Regions from separate parts of the Sus scrofa genome. Here all the other regions are linked to region 1. The links are chromatin contacts, called in public HiChIP or PLAC-seq and promoter capture Hi-C maps. All regions are on one chromosome and are shown on one strand. The core of a region is the stretch at or near the end of the contact, and the rest is flanking DNA. Distances in the headings are between cores, read along the strand shown. Region 1 holds the start of CEP41 (centrosomal protein of 41 kDa). Region 2 holds the start of COPG2 (coatomer protein complex subunit gamma 2). Region 3 holds the start of TMEM209 (transmembrane protein 209). Region 4 holds the start of CPA4 (carboxypeptidase A4).

Region 1 (3,023 bases), core at 338-2,837:
CTTTCTCCCACATTTCCGATGTCATTAATGGCATCGGTGCCAATGAGCAGTCCAAGCTGGAAACCTAAATCATCCATCACACTCTCATTTCTCAAATCATGATGACTTTATCCCCGAAATATTTCTCTCTTTTCCAGTTCCAAGGTCTTATTTGAGGTCTATATCATAATAACCACCTAACCAGTCTCCCTATCCAGTTCCGGCCTCCTCAAATCCATTTTCTACAATGAGGCTACAACCAGTGCCTAAAAAGCAAATCTGACTATGGCACTTGGCTACTTAAAATTCCTCAAAAGCTTCTCAAATTCTGACCAGCAGGCAAGATAAACACACAGCAGCCAAACCACTACTCTCCACACCTACTTCCCCCACCTCCACGGCAGACATTATAATCCATCACAGCACTCCCCTGCAGAGCCTAAACTCAAACTCATAGCTTTCAAAAATCCCAGGCATCCATCATGAGATGAACCAAGCTGCAACTTCTTGGTCTTTTACTATAAAGACCAACAACGTGGGCAAGGCTGAGAAGGCCCTTCCAGACTTTACTCCTGCCTGTCTACCGGGAACTGTCCACTCCCATGTTTCACACCTCCTTAACTTGGCTGAACCTGGTCTCTCCACCTGGGATGTTTCTTCACCCAGCTAATAACTTTCAGACCGTCTACTGGGCGCTTATCTCACTCCCTCAGTTAGGTCCTATCTTTGTGCTCTCCTAACAGCTTGTTCCCCAACCACATTGTACTCAGATTCTGTTTATAAATCCTCCTCACTAGATTCAACTTATTCAAGGACAAAAAGGCCTTGTGTTATTCTCTTTGTAGCTCCCACGACACGAGAGGAGTACAGTAATCATTTGTTGAGATGAAATGACCGCAAATGCAACAGGGCACTGGGGATGAAAACAGATAAACGGTCTTATTCGAGGAAGGCATAAAATTAATGCTCTATTTTGCGTTCCTTTGAAATGGCTTGGTCTGCTTATTCCTGCTCTTTCTGCATCCCCACAATCAGAAATGATGGCTCCTTTGATTTTATTCCTTTAGTGTTTCGGGCTTCATCCAGATGTTACTTATGTTTTGTAACTGCTACTCCTAGACTGTAAGCCCTTTGAGGGAAGGGACTGTGTGTCTTCATGGACTTCGCTCCTTTTGGAGACAAATGCCGGCGTACAGTAAGCTTGTGCGGGATGGTGGCCTGTCACCGCAGGATAACTGCCCGAGCTCCGCGTCCCCCAGGCCTGCCCCGCCTCCCTCCCCTCTCTCGACCCCTCCTCACGCCTCCGCTTCCTGCCTTCCGGGCGGCGGAAGTCGCAGGCTACTCTTCCCTGCCCACGTGGAGGCTTTTCCGGTGCGCCCGCCCCCTCCGCCTCTCCGATCCGGACCTGGCCCTCACCTCAGGATTCCCAATGTGCCTCCGGATAGACATATTTGCTCCAACCGACCACGCTCGGGGTTCTAGCCTCACCGGTAGACTCTAACCCTAGCTTCCTACCCCCACAACCCCGGCTCAGCCGCCTCCCTACAACCTTTCGTCCGATTGGCCTGCCTTCTCTGGCCAGCCAATGGAGGCCCTGTTTACTGTCTTATTGCCGGGTCAGGGGGAGACAGAGACTCCGCTCAATAGTTGCCAAGGGCAACGCGGGACGCCGGCTGCTAAGGCCTTTTGTGCTCTGGGGTGGGCCCAGTAGACTCCCGCCTGCGTTCGCGAAGAGGGGCGCTCGCGGGGGTGCGGGGGGCAGACTGCCGCCTGCGCGTGGGCGGCTGCGCAGAGCTCGAGGGGGGAGGGGCTCGAAAGGGTCGATAGGACTAGTGTTTCTAGCTGTGTGGAAGCCAAAATACCGCACTGGGCCACCCCGCTCTTTGGGTCCGTTTTAGCCAAACATATGGATACTTTCACAATAGGGGATAGATATAGGGCATGGTTTTTCAGCAGGAATGGGAATCTGTAGTTTATTATTTTCAGGTTAAGTTAATATGCAAATTATGCAAAATATGTGGAAATACAGTAATTATTGTTGCTTTAAAAGCTTTTAGCTAGCAACAGAACGGCAACCTTAATTGCAAAGCACACACATCAATGATTCATCATTCATTTAACAAATATTTAATAAGCACCTTATGAGAAAAGCTGCAGTAGGTTTTGTGGAGGATGGGAGGATGACTAAGACCCAGTTCTGTTGTCATGGAAACCATTGTGACTCCTGCCATCAGCCACCACCTGTTCTTATTGCAGATCTGAAAATTAAGTCCTAGCACCTTTAGAAAACAATCACACACACAGTTTGACTTGGCTCTAAAGTGTCCCAGCAAATCCATCAAATTATTATTTCCTTTTACATGGGGGGAACAACACAGTAACCCTTTGTCCTTTGCTCTAAGTTGTTTTTCCAGGAATGGAGACAGGTTACCCTGAGCTGTTCATATTCGCTGGCTCTTGGCTTGTGAATAATAACATACATCTGAGCTGCTTCAGGGTCTGTGCAGATGACCCATTCAACAACATGGCCTGGCATGCCCTTGTCCTCTCAAGACTCCTCAGTGGCCCACCTTATGGTCCAAATCTTGAATCCTGTTGTTGCTCAGAGCTGCTTGACCTCTAGGATCTTAAACCGGCCACAGGTGTCTCTTGCAAGTTCATACTTCCTGAGTTTTAACATCCCTGTGTTCTCTAACCCTTCAACTGCCTGAAATTCTTAGTCTCTCTCCCATCCACTGGAATAAAGAAGCATTTAGAGGCTGCAGAAAATTGGAAGGCGGGGGAGGGGTGGTGGACTTTAGAAGCTTTTACATAGCAAGCAGAGGCTTCTAGACACATTACAGCTTAGAATGTATGCTTCCCTGGTTCAGAATGACGGTGGGGTGATGATAGAGACTGTAGGTAGAATAAACTGGAGAAAGGAAAGCAGGGGAGGTAATTAGGGACTAAACTAAGATGGTGAGAAAGAGGAAAAGAGATTTAAAGATTTGGAGGTAAACTAAACAGTTGTTATATATACGACAAGAGGTAAGGGGGTGCAAGGA
Region 2 (3,023 bases), core at 197-2,696, 210 kb after region 1:
CAAGTTAACCCTTCTTCTTTTTCCCTCAAGTCTATATTCTCTGAACTTGGTTACACTCCATGATTCTTAATTTGTACCACATAGCCTGGGGCCCTCAGTCCAGCATTCTAAAATGGAACACTTCCAAGCCATACCTCCTGTAAGACAGCACTCTTCTCCAGATGCCGAAAAGGATTGGAACCACTACCTATATCATAAAACAAGACAAAACAAAAAATGTCTTTAATAGCTGTCCTACACAAACTCTTTCTAGAGAAGGGTACTGAATGCTTGGGAAATCTCACCCAAGTGAAATGACCATTTGGATATCACAGTGATAACCATCACTAATACTCATATAAATTGGTTAAAATCATTTTGATTCTGGCACTAGCTCTGTCCTCGCTAACCTGTAAGAACTTGTACTTCTCCTTTGCAGAAACCCTGCCTGAAATGAGTGTCTTCTTTTCCTGCCCTCTTTTGAGATGAATGTTACAAATATCTGTCGTGGCCACACAACTAAGATTAATGAGATTGTGGTAGGATCCTTTGGATTTCTCTAAAGGAGAGCACTGCTTTATGTGTTTCTATCATTTACTGCGAAGCAGAAGAGTTCATCAGATGATACATAAATTCCAAGCTGGAAAGGGTCACAGAGGTTTACTAACCTAATCTTCGATTTCGTTTCCTGAAAGTAGCTATCAATCACTGAGGGTTTTTGTTGTGTTTGTTTTGCTTTTTGAGGTGGCTTGGCAGCTTCCGCTTTTGCTCTGGACCAAAGATGGGTATCAAAATACAACTCACGTTCGGGTGCTTGAGTATTAAATGAGCTAGGTATCACGGAACAACAGCCTTGCCCCCAAGGAAGCGGACAGAGCAAATGGGCCCCAGGAAGACTGTAAGATACAAGGCACCCCAAGGTTCATTCACACACTATCCTATTTTTAGCAAATCCACTCCGGGCCTAACACTACCAGTCCCCAGCCCCGACCCTCCCCACCCCCCGCCTCCCGCACGCGCACACACACGCCCCCGCCCCCTGCCTTGCGCCCGCCTCTTTGGCGGGAAGCCCACCCCCGGCGTACCAGCGGAGGTGGCTCCGAGGAGCTGCGCCGGGGGAGGGGGCTGGGGGCGGGGCCGCCGAGCTGCCCGAGGCATCGCGCGGGCGCCAGGGAGGGAGCGCGCGACCCGAGGGGAGGCTCCGGCGACCGGGGGAGGGGCTAGGGGCAGGCCCCGGGCTGGAGCTGAGCGAGGCGGAGGAGGGGCCGGGCTCCAACTCCGGCCCCCTGGCACACCGACGCCCACGCCCCCAGGTGCGCAGTCCCCGGAGCAGGTGGCGGCGGCGGGGGGGAGGGGCCCTCGCGGCTGAGGATGGGCGTCAGAAGCCCTGCGCGTACCAGACTCCTCGTCCTTCTTGTCGAATTTTTTAATCATCTTGGACGACTTCCCAGCGCCCAGACCCACCGCAACCGTCCCAGGCGCCGCAGCCGGCAAGCGGAAGAGGCTCCAGGAAGGCCGGCCCCGTGCTTTGGCGCCGGTTGGGCCCCGGTCCCGTCACTCGGAGAGAAGGCCCGCCCTCCCCGCCGGCCGCGGCCGCTCTCACCCTCAAGGGACGTGACCACGCCCTCTCCTCCTTCCCCAGCCGCGCGGAGGCGGGGCCAGGCAGTGAGCCCCCGGGGCCGCGTCCCCGCCCCTTCAGTCGTTGGTGGCGGAGCGGGGTGAGCCATGGCCCACCCTGCAAGCTACCCGGCAGCTTAGGCCTGCAGTGAGCAGTAAGTTCGTTTATTTGGTTGCACGCCCTAGATGACGGCATCTGTAGGCCCTTCAGTCTGTGGAGACGAAGCGAGGGGCATGGAAGGGTTTGTTTTCACTTAGTAACAGTGGCATTTTTTATAATCCACTGCTGGGCCCTTCCACTGCGGAACGTGCTCGCTCCTGGTGCAGTTCTGGTGGGCTTCTCCTCCAGAAGCGATGAAAGGGTTAATGGTTCCCAGATCATTTGGGAAGTTGGCAAGGCGCTCTCAGACTTCTTGGAGACTGCAACAAAGCACAGGGAACCTTCGTGAGTGTGGGTTTCCAGAGGGCTCAGAAGGACACTTAATGTGAGGCATGAAAAGAGACCCACTTGAAGGGCCGAGAAAGCTGATCTTTACTCTTACCAAGAGGGAAGATTTTGGACAACGGACTGCCTTTCCCAGCCTTCTTTATAATTCTTTCCTTCCTCAACAAGCTATTTAAAACACTGCCAATTCTTCCCTGTTTAATTCCACCCTTTCAAATGATTCCATTTGTACCCATTCTTACTAAGTTAAGGTACATTCACTTGGATGTTCATATTCCTCTTGGTCTTTTCCTAAAATGTATGTTGGTTTTCCCTTCTCCTGTCTGAAAGAACAACTAAGACACTGTTTCTACCTTTGGCCTCAGTGTCACGCCTCCACTGTGGGCTCTTGCTCCCATCCCTCCGCACTTTTTTGAAGCATTATACCTTGTAAATATCCCTTAAATCTGTTTTCTTATTCCTACTGCTATCACCTTAATTCAGGTCCTGTTTGTTTCTTGGACAGACTCCTAACCAGCCTTCATGGCCCCAATTCAAACCATTCTGTTATCTTTCTTTACTTGGATGCCTGGTAAACATGGACCATTGGTGGAAGGAGCAGATGCTAGGTTCTCTTTTGCTTGAAGTGGAGACATTGCTCAATTTCACAGTAGATTGTCTTTGTTTAGGAAAAGCCCTATAATGGGCCCTTTAGATACATAAGTAAATATCCACTCATTTTTCTTGAGGGAAACTGTAAAGTCACCATACGTCTAATAAATGCTGCAGACTGAGATATTAAGCGTTCTGGTTATAGAGGTAAACTGGGTTACCTTAACAGAATTATGCCTTTGAAAAATCAGAGAATTCTAATCAGATTAGATTCTATGTTCTGGAGTGATTCTTTCTTCCAGTATGGATTTAAACTAAACAGCTGATATGCTGCACACTGTATCACTTAAGATTTACTCCAACTTTACTCAATGTACTATTATGTATGATT
Region 3 (3,023 bases), core at 187-2,686, 200 kb before region 1:
TGAATACTAACTTGAATTAAACATGAACACTGTTTTTCATTGGAAGTAACTCTAAAGTGCAGTGAAAATTAATTACTTACCAATATACCACAGGGGCCAGTATGTCACATTATAATATGAGCTAATCAATTTTCCAGTCCTGAAAAAATTAAAAGCCTTTTCAATACTTAAAAAAACAAAAACAGAAACACACCACAAATCAAAATAAACACAAAACCTGTGGAACCAACCATTGGTCTCTTATTTAAATTTTCACTCCCCTCCTTTTTTTGTTAATTAACTTACATTTCAGTATATATCATTCCAGCCATAGATACATTTAGGAGTCCCCAGGCTAAAACCACTTTCCTAGCTTCTGTTTCTTTTCTCATCTTGATGGTTCTGTCAATAAGGGAAGCACTAGGGTTTGGCTCCCCTTGCATCTGTTCAAAATCAAAAAGCATGAAAATTAATTAAAAGAAACTACTTCTCCATTTAAGAAATCAAACTTGTGTCCACTATAACGGTAACTAAAAATTGCACATAACTTTCAGCTTTCAAAGTTCTAAACTTTTTTTACATTTTAATATTAGTATAAGAAAAGGGAACCCTAAATTACAGCTTCACTGGCACCACACTGTAATCAACAGAGAACTGGCTGGTCGCTTCAGAGAATAATTTAACATTTCCAATAAATGAAAGTATTTTGTAACATAAGGGTTAATGGTTATCTTTGCAATTACACTGTGTTGTGTTTTTGGAATATGTCACAAAGACTAGGCCAAAAGCTGTTAAGAAATTCAAAATACCAAATTACGAGATAAAATATTCCAAGTAAGATATAAGCCATTAACTGCCTACGATTTAAAAAAAAAAAACAAAACTCTGCACACGCCAGAGATCTCCGTTTTTGTGTTGCTGATAAACTATCAGGATTTAAGTTTTGGAAGGGCGAGTACCCAAGATGTTAAGGGGGTAAGGGTGGTGGGGGAGAGTGTACAGTTTTGGTCCACACTGGGATTTACATTTCCTTCACTTTGCTAGGCTTCATCTCCTGCAGACAAGTGTAACACTAGTTCCCGCTACATGGAGCAGCACCCTCCCCTCCTCCCTGTCCCAGAGTCAAAACGCCCCAGTGTGGGGAGCTACCCTCCCTGGCTCTCACAGTAGGAACTTTCGCACCCCCTACAGCTTCTTTCCACTACAGGTAGTGGGAGATCCGGCCACAGTCCCTTTTGGTTCAACCCTCGCCAGGTCCGCAGGCGCGGAACTCCCACGACCCGCGTGGACTCTAAATCCAGGAAGCACAAAGATGACCCTGAAAACGCACCGTGTTCTCCGGCCGGAAGCAGTGGACTCGCGCCACTCCCTACTGCACATGCGCGAAGCCAGTGCTAAGGTGAAGGCTACCAGCTTGTGGAACTGCAGATACCGGAAGAACGGAACTGTTTCTTCTCGCGAGAAGAGAAGAGTTTGGGGGGGAGGAGGGACGGGGCTAACAGCGTTACCAGGGAAACAGCTCCCGGATTTGTGGCTCCCACTCAGGTGCCGGGAGAAAACTGAGCAGCAAAAACTCAGACCAGGTTCTAAACCCGCAGTAAAAAGTAGTAACTATAACAAGCGGAATTTCTATAGATTAATATAGTTTTAGCTTCCTTACAGCATTTGTGGACTCACATTTTAAAGCAGATTTGATTAAGCTGGGTGGCTAATTGTAGGATGCAGAGTATTGGATAATGTGTCCATACACCACCAGCAATGACAAAGCATTTCTCACACCTCTATGCTAAAAAAAAAAAAAAAAAAAAAAAAAAAAAAATTAAGTGTTCTGATCCGATGTAAATTCTTAAATATCCTTGTAATGAGGGTGCAACAAGAAAAGCCAAAATGTGTTTTTGTTAAAAGTTGGTGGTTTTGAGGTTTTTTTTTTAAACCCCCAAACTTTTACTTTTCTTGCATATTATTTAGAAGAACTAATTCTGAGGAAAAGTTTCATCAGGGAGTTCAGTTTGGTTTTATTGAAGAAATACAAACGCCTACTGTGTGCCGCTGAACCACACGCGGGAATGTAAAAGTAAAAGCTTCGGTGGTTACTCACTGAAGAAGCTCAGCCTGGCGGGGAGGACATGTGCACTAAGAAAGGCAGGTGAGGTGGGGCGCGGTGAACCCCAAGGAGACGTGAGGGGCCCAGCCCTGAATCCAAGAGAACTTCCTGAAGGAGACAAAGCGGGCCTAAAGCAGACGGGCAACGTCCGGGAACTTACTCTTGGCGATGCAGAGAAGTATGCTTCTAATAAAAACATCACTCTCTGTCATAATAAGCTAGTAGATTGTTGCATCATATAGGTCCCAACTGCCAAAATTTTTCCTGAAATGCTCCTAAGTAAGCTCCAATAAAAGAAAAAGAAGTTTCCTCCTGGTACAGCATATTAACGAAAATCTGCAGGTATGCTATGCTCTTAAAGATCTTAAAACCGATTTTTAAGTGGATTTCTAAAAATAATTTTTAGAGTATCTTAGCAACAATGATGTTTTGCTCTAGTTGTAAAGATGAGCTAACTTGAAAATTGTTACAGTACCGTGAAAATTAGAATACCAGGTTCCTCCCCAACCCATGTTGGCTCTTCCCTAAGAAGAAATTGTATGTATTTGATGTAATTCGCAACAGACACATCTCTGTTCTATGCATTTATTCAAGGCTTAAAAAGGAACACTGCCTAAATTAGATATATTGTTGACATTCTGTATTAGTTTACTAGGGTTGCCATAGCAAAATACCACAGACTGGATGCCTTAAACAACAGAAATTAATTTTTTCACAGTTGTGAAGTTTGGAAGTCTAAGATCAAGGTGCCAGCAGGATTGGTTTCTCCTGAGCCTTGTCTCTTTGGCTTGCAAATGACCTCCTTCATTCTGTGTCCTCACATGGCACCTCCCTGATGTCTCTTTCTCTTCTCATAAGGACACTAGTCCTATTGGATTAGGGCCCCATCCTTATCAGTTCATTTAACCTTCATTACCTCTTTAAGGCCCCATCTCCAGCT
Region 4 (3,023 bases), core at 256-2,755, 140 kb before region 1:
CTCCACCATTGATGTCTAAGACCTTTTTTTTTTTTTTGGTCTTTTTAGGCATATGGAGGTTCCCAGGCTAGGGATTGAATTGGAGCTACAGCTGCCAGCCTACGCCAGAGCCACAGCAACAGCAAATCTGAGCCAAATCTGCCACCTACACCACAGCTCACGGCAACACTGGATCCTTAACTCACTGAGAAAGGCCAGGGATCGAACCTGCAACCTCATGGTTCCTTGTTGGATTGGTTTTTGCTGCGCCATGATGGGAACTCCGATGTCTAAGTCCTTGACCTGTCTTTAGCGAGAATTCTGTTAGGCCAATTAAGCAAGAATCTCCCCGTTCTTTGATGTCTCCTCTTAACAATTTTCTATCTTCTGACCCCCTTGTTCTGCTGTCTTTACTGTATTCAAAATTGAACACAGTTACTCCTATTTTATGACCCCTGTTGTAGTAATCTTGAATAAAGTCTTCCTTATAGTTGTAACAAATGTAAGAATAATATTCCTTTAACACTCTCAATCATAACCCTTTGTTGAACCCAATCCCCTTGAGTAAGTTCAGTAAGTATGTTGACAGTGGGGACAGTGGAGTGGGGGGGACTTGTGGGATTTGGGCCTTCTATGAGAGACTGAAAGGCCCTGGAGTCCTTGAAGGAGCTGTGGAAATCGTGAGTGTCTTCCATTTGTTCTGCTGTGATTTGGTGGAAAGGACACCAGACTCAGAGTCTAGTAAATGGAAGGAAGTCTTATTATTAATAATTCCTTTACCTTTAGCTCAGATTCCAAGGAAAATGGATAATTTATTCAGACTAACATATTCTTCTTATGCCATTTACTTCATGTAGTTCTACCTTTTTTTTGTGTGTGTGGAATCATAAGAATTAGGTGTTCGATTCATAACAGAAGCTACAAATTTTCATCAAGACTTGTCACCAGAGAAGAGTTTGTCAAGTGTGTGAAGTATGTAGTCTTGGAGTTGGCTTGGGGTTTCCTTCTTTCTTGCCTTTTTAGGTCCACACCCAAGGCATATGGAAGGCCAGGGGTCAAATTGGAGCTACAGCCACTAACCTACACCACAGCCACAGCAACGCGGGATCTGAGCCGAATCTGTGACCTACACCAAAGCTCACAGCAACACCAGATCCTTAACCCACTGAGTGAGGCCAGGGATTGAACTTGAATCCGCATGGATCCTAGTTGGGTTTGTTAACCACTGAACCATGAAGGGAACTTTGATGGGCTTCCTTCCTTCCTTCCTTTCCTTCTTTTCCTTCTTTTCCTTCTTAGTGTTTTTTTTTTTTTTTTTTTTTTTTTTTTTTTTTTTTTTTTTTTTTAGGGCCACACTCTCTGCATATAGAAGTTCCCAGGCTAGGGGTTGAATTGGAGCTACAGCTGCCAGCCTACACCACAGCCACAGCAACACGGCATCTGAGTCGCATCTGCGACCTACACCACAGCTCATGGCAACGCCAGATCCTTAATCCACTGAGCAAGGCCAGGTATCAAACTCACATCCTCATGGTTCGTTAACCACTGAGCCACAAAGGAAACTCCCATCTTTCTGTCTTTTTACTCTAGAGGTAATTTCATCTCAGGTTTACAGTTTTGCTTCTTCAGTCAGTGTAAATTATCAGTATAAATTCTATCTAGCACTGTGGGACTTTCCTGTTTACTAAAAAAACACTATTTAAATACCAAGTGATGAGCAATACAGCACTCTTGGCACAGACTTTTCCAGCCAGAGGAGCAAGTTCCTGACTTTGTAAATCAAGAGGCTTGGCCTCTATCATTCAAAAGGAATGGAAGAGGCATCAGTAGGGGCCCACCTGTTGTACTGTCAGAGTTGCAAGAGTGCTTGGGAATCACATTAGCATTTTTGAGGACATGAGTCTGCATCAGAGTCCTTATAAATACAGCCTGACTCAGCCACTCTTTGACTGACACCCTTGGGACATGAAGTGGATACTGTTCTTTGGGGCCCTTATTGGGTCTGGCATCTGTGGCCGAGAAAAGTTTTTTGGGTAAGTTCCTTTTGGACTTAATATTATTATTACTTGGTTAGTTCGAGATATAGGAACCAGATGGATTTGGAAATGAATAGCTGATTATTCTTCAAGTGGTATGGTGTTGGGAAGGAAGACCTGGGCTCCTGTTTCGGCTCTGCCCCTGTATCATTTTGGACCAATTACTACTCTCTCAGGCTCAGTTTTATCTGTGATATCAGGACTAGGTCTCTGCAGTCCCTCCCCAGGTCCCTAATTCATGCTTGTTCTTTCCCCTCCTAGTTTTTTTTTTTTTTTTTTTTTTTTTTTTTTTTTTTTTTGGTCTTTTTGTCTTTTGTTGTTGTTGTTGTTGCTATTTCTTGGGCCGCTCCCTCGGCATATGGAGGTTCCCAGGCTAGGGGTTGAATCGGAGCTGTAGCCACCGGCCTACGCCAGAGCCACAGCAACGCGGGATCCGAGCCACGTCTGCAACCTACACCACAGCTCATGGCAACGCCGGATCGTTAACCCACTGAGCAAGGGCAGGGACCGAACCTGCAACCTCATGGTTCCTAGTCGGATTCGTTAACCACTGCGCCACGACGGGAACTTCCCCTCCTAGTTTTTATTTGTAAGGTCAGTTCTAGGCATCTCCTACTTTCTTACTCTTTTTATTATGCACTGCTAAGAATTACCAGAAATTATTTCTAATTTCAACCATACTTAAAGGAAAACCTGGGTCTTGGATTTTGACTCCACCTCTTTGTTAACGGTGAAGGTTCAGTAGCGCAGAGCTTTCTTATCAGTATTTGGCACATGGAGATTTTGATGGGTCTTGCCTAGCCTTCGCTATGAAAATGGACATACAAGGATACGCTTTGTGTATGTGTGTGTGCATGCACACACATGCTTCACACAGAATTCTTTGCAGTCTGCAAAGGATGGGACATTTGGGAGGTAGGAGAGATGAAAGGATGCCACGGTACCCTGCTAGAAGATTGAATTCTAGTAACTCATTACTGCATAATGCTTTGCCATTTGCAAAGAGCT

Evidence for each region. Promoter capture Hi-C pulls out the DNA fragments that hold promoters and counts their contacts. HiChIP or PLAC-seq counts read pairs in DNA pulled down with a chosen protein or histone mark.
Region 2: a contact with region 1 is called in a promoter capture Hi-C map of fetal liver, with 2.8 times the contacts expected there. The contact joins the promoter of COPG2 here to the promoter of CEP41 in region 1. A contact is called at or near these places in 1 of 5 promoter capture datasets (fetal liver) and 1 of 2 datasets of contacts at active chromatin or transcription factors (alveolar macrophages).
Region 3: an H3K27ac HiChIP or PLAC-seq map of alveolar macrophages shows a contact between it and region 1. The contact joins the promoter of TMEM209 here to the promoter of CEP41 in region 1. A contact is called at or near these places in 3 of 47 Hi-C or Micro-C datasets (brain, epiblast stem cells and fibroblasts) and 2 of 2 datasets of contacts at active chromatin or transcription factors (alveolar macrophages and skeletal muscle).
Region 4: a contact with region 1 is called in an H3K27ac HiChIP or PLAC-seq map of skeletal muscle, with 4 times the contacts expected there. The contact joins the promoter of CPA4 here to the promoter of CEP41 in region 1. A contact is called at or near these places in 1 of 5 promoter capture datasets (fetal skeletal muscle), 2 of 47 Hi-C or Micro-C datasets (embryonic fibroblasts and epiblast stem cells) and 1 of 2 datasets of contacts at active chromatin or transcription factors (skeletal muscle).

Annotation. Positions count from the first base shown.
Region 1 is chr18:18,414,734-18,417,756 of Sscrofa11.1, reverse strand. CEP41 (centrosomal protein of 41 kDa) reads right to left here and starts at 1,587. Exons shown (of 11, transcript XM_003134674.6): 1 at 1,396-1,587. The coding sequence starts at 1,428. It overlaps LOC102162156 (a long non-coding RNA gene), which reads left to right and starts at 1,798. Exons shown (of 3, transcript XR_002340307.1): 1 at 1,798-3,023.
Region 2 is chr18:18,207,801-18,210,823 of Sscrofa11.1, reverse strand. COPG2 (coatomer protein complex subunit gamma 2) reads right to left here and starts at 1,446. Exons shown (of 24, transcript NM_001246238.2): 1 at 1,377-1,446; 2 at 135-187. The coding sequence starts at 1,413. It overlaps TSGA13 (testis-specific gene 13 protein), which reads right to left. Exons shown (of 8, transcript XM_005673166.3): 8 at 1,747-2,016. The coding sequence ends at 1,847.
Region 3 is chr18:18,613,671-18,616,693 of Sscrofa11.1, reverse strand. It overlaps TMEM209 (transmembrane protein 209), which reads right to left and starts at 1,436. Exons shown (of 15, transcript XM_003134688.6): 1 at 1,310-1,436; 2 at 286-422; 3 at 81-139. The coding sequence starts at 422.
Region 4 is chr18:18,552,426-18,555,448 of Sscrofa11.1, reverse strand. It overlaps CPA4 (carboxypeptidase A4), which reads left to right and starts at 1,505. Exons shown (of 11, transcript XM_021078825.1): 1 at 1,505-2,012. The coding sequence starts at 1,945.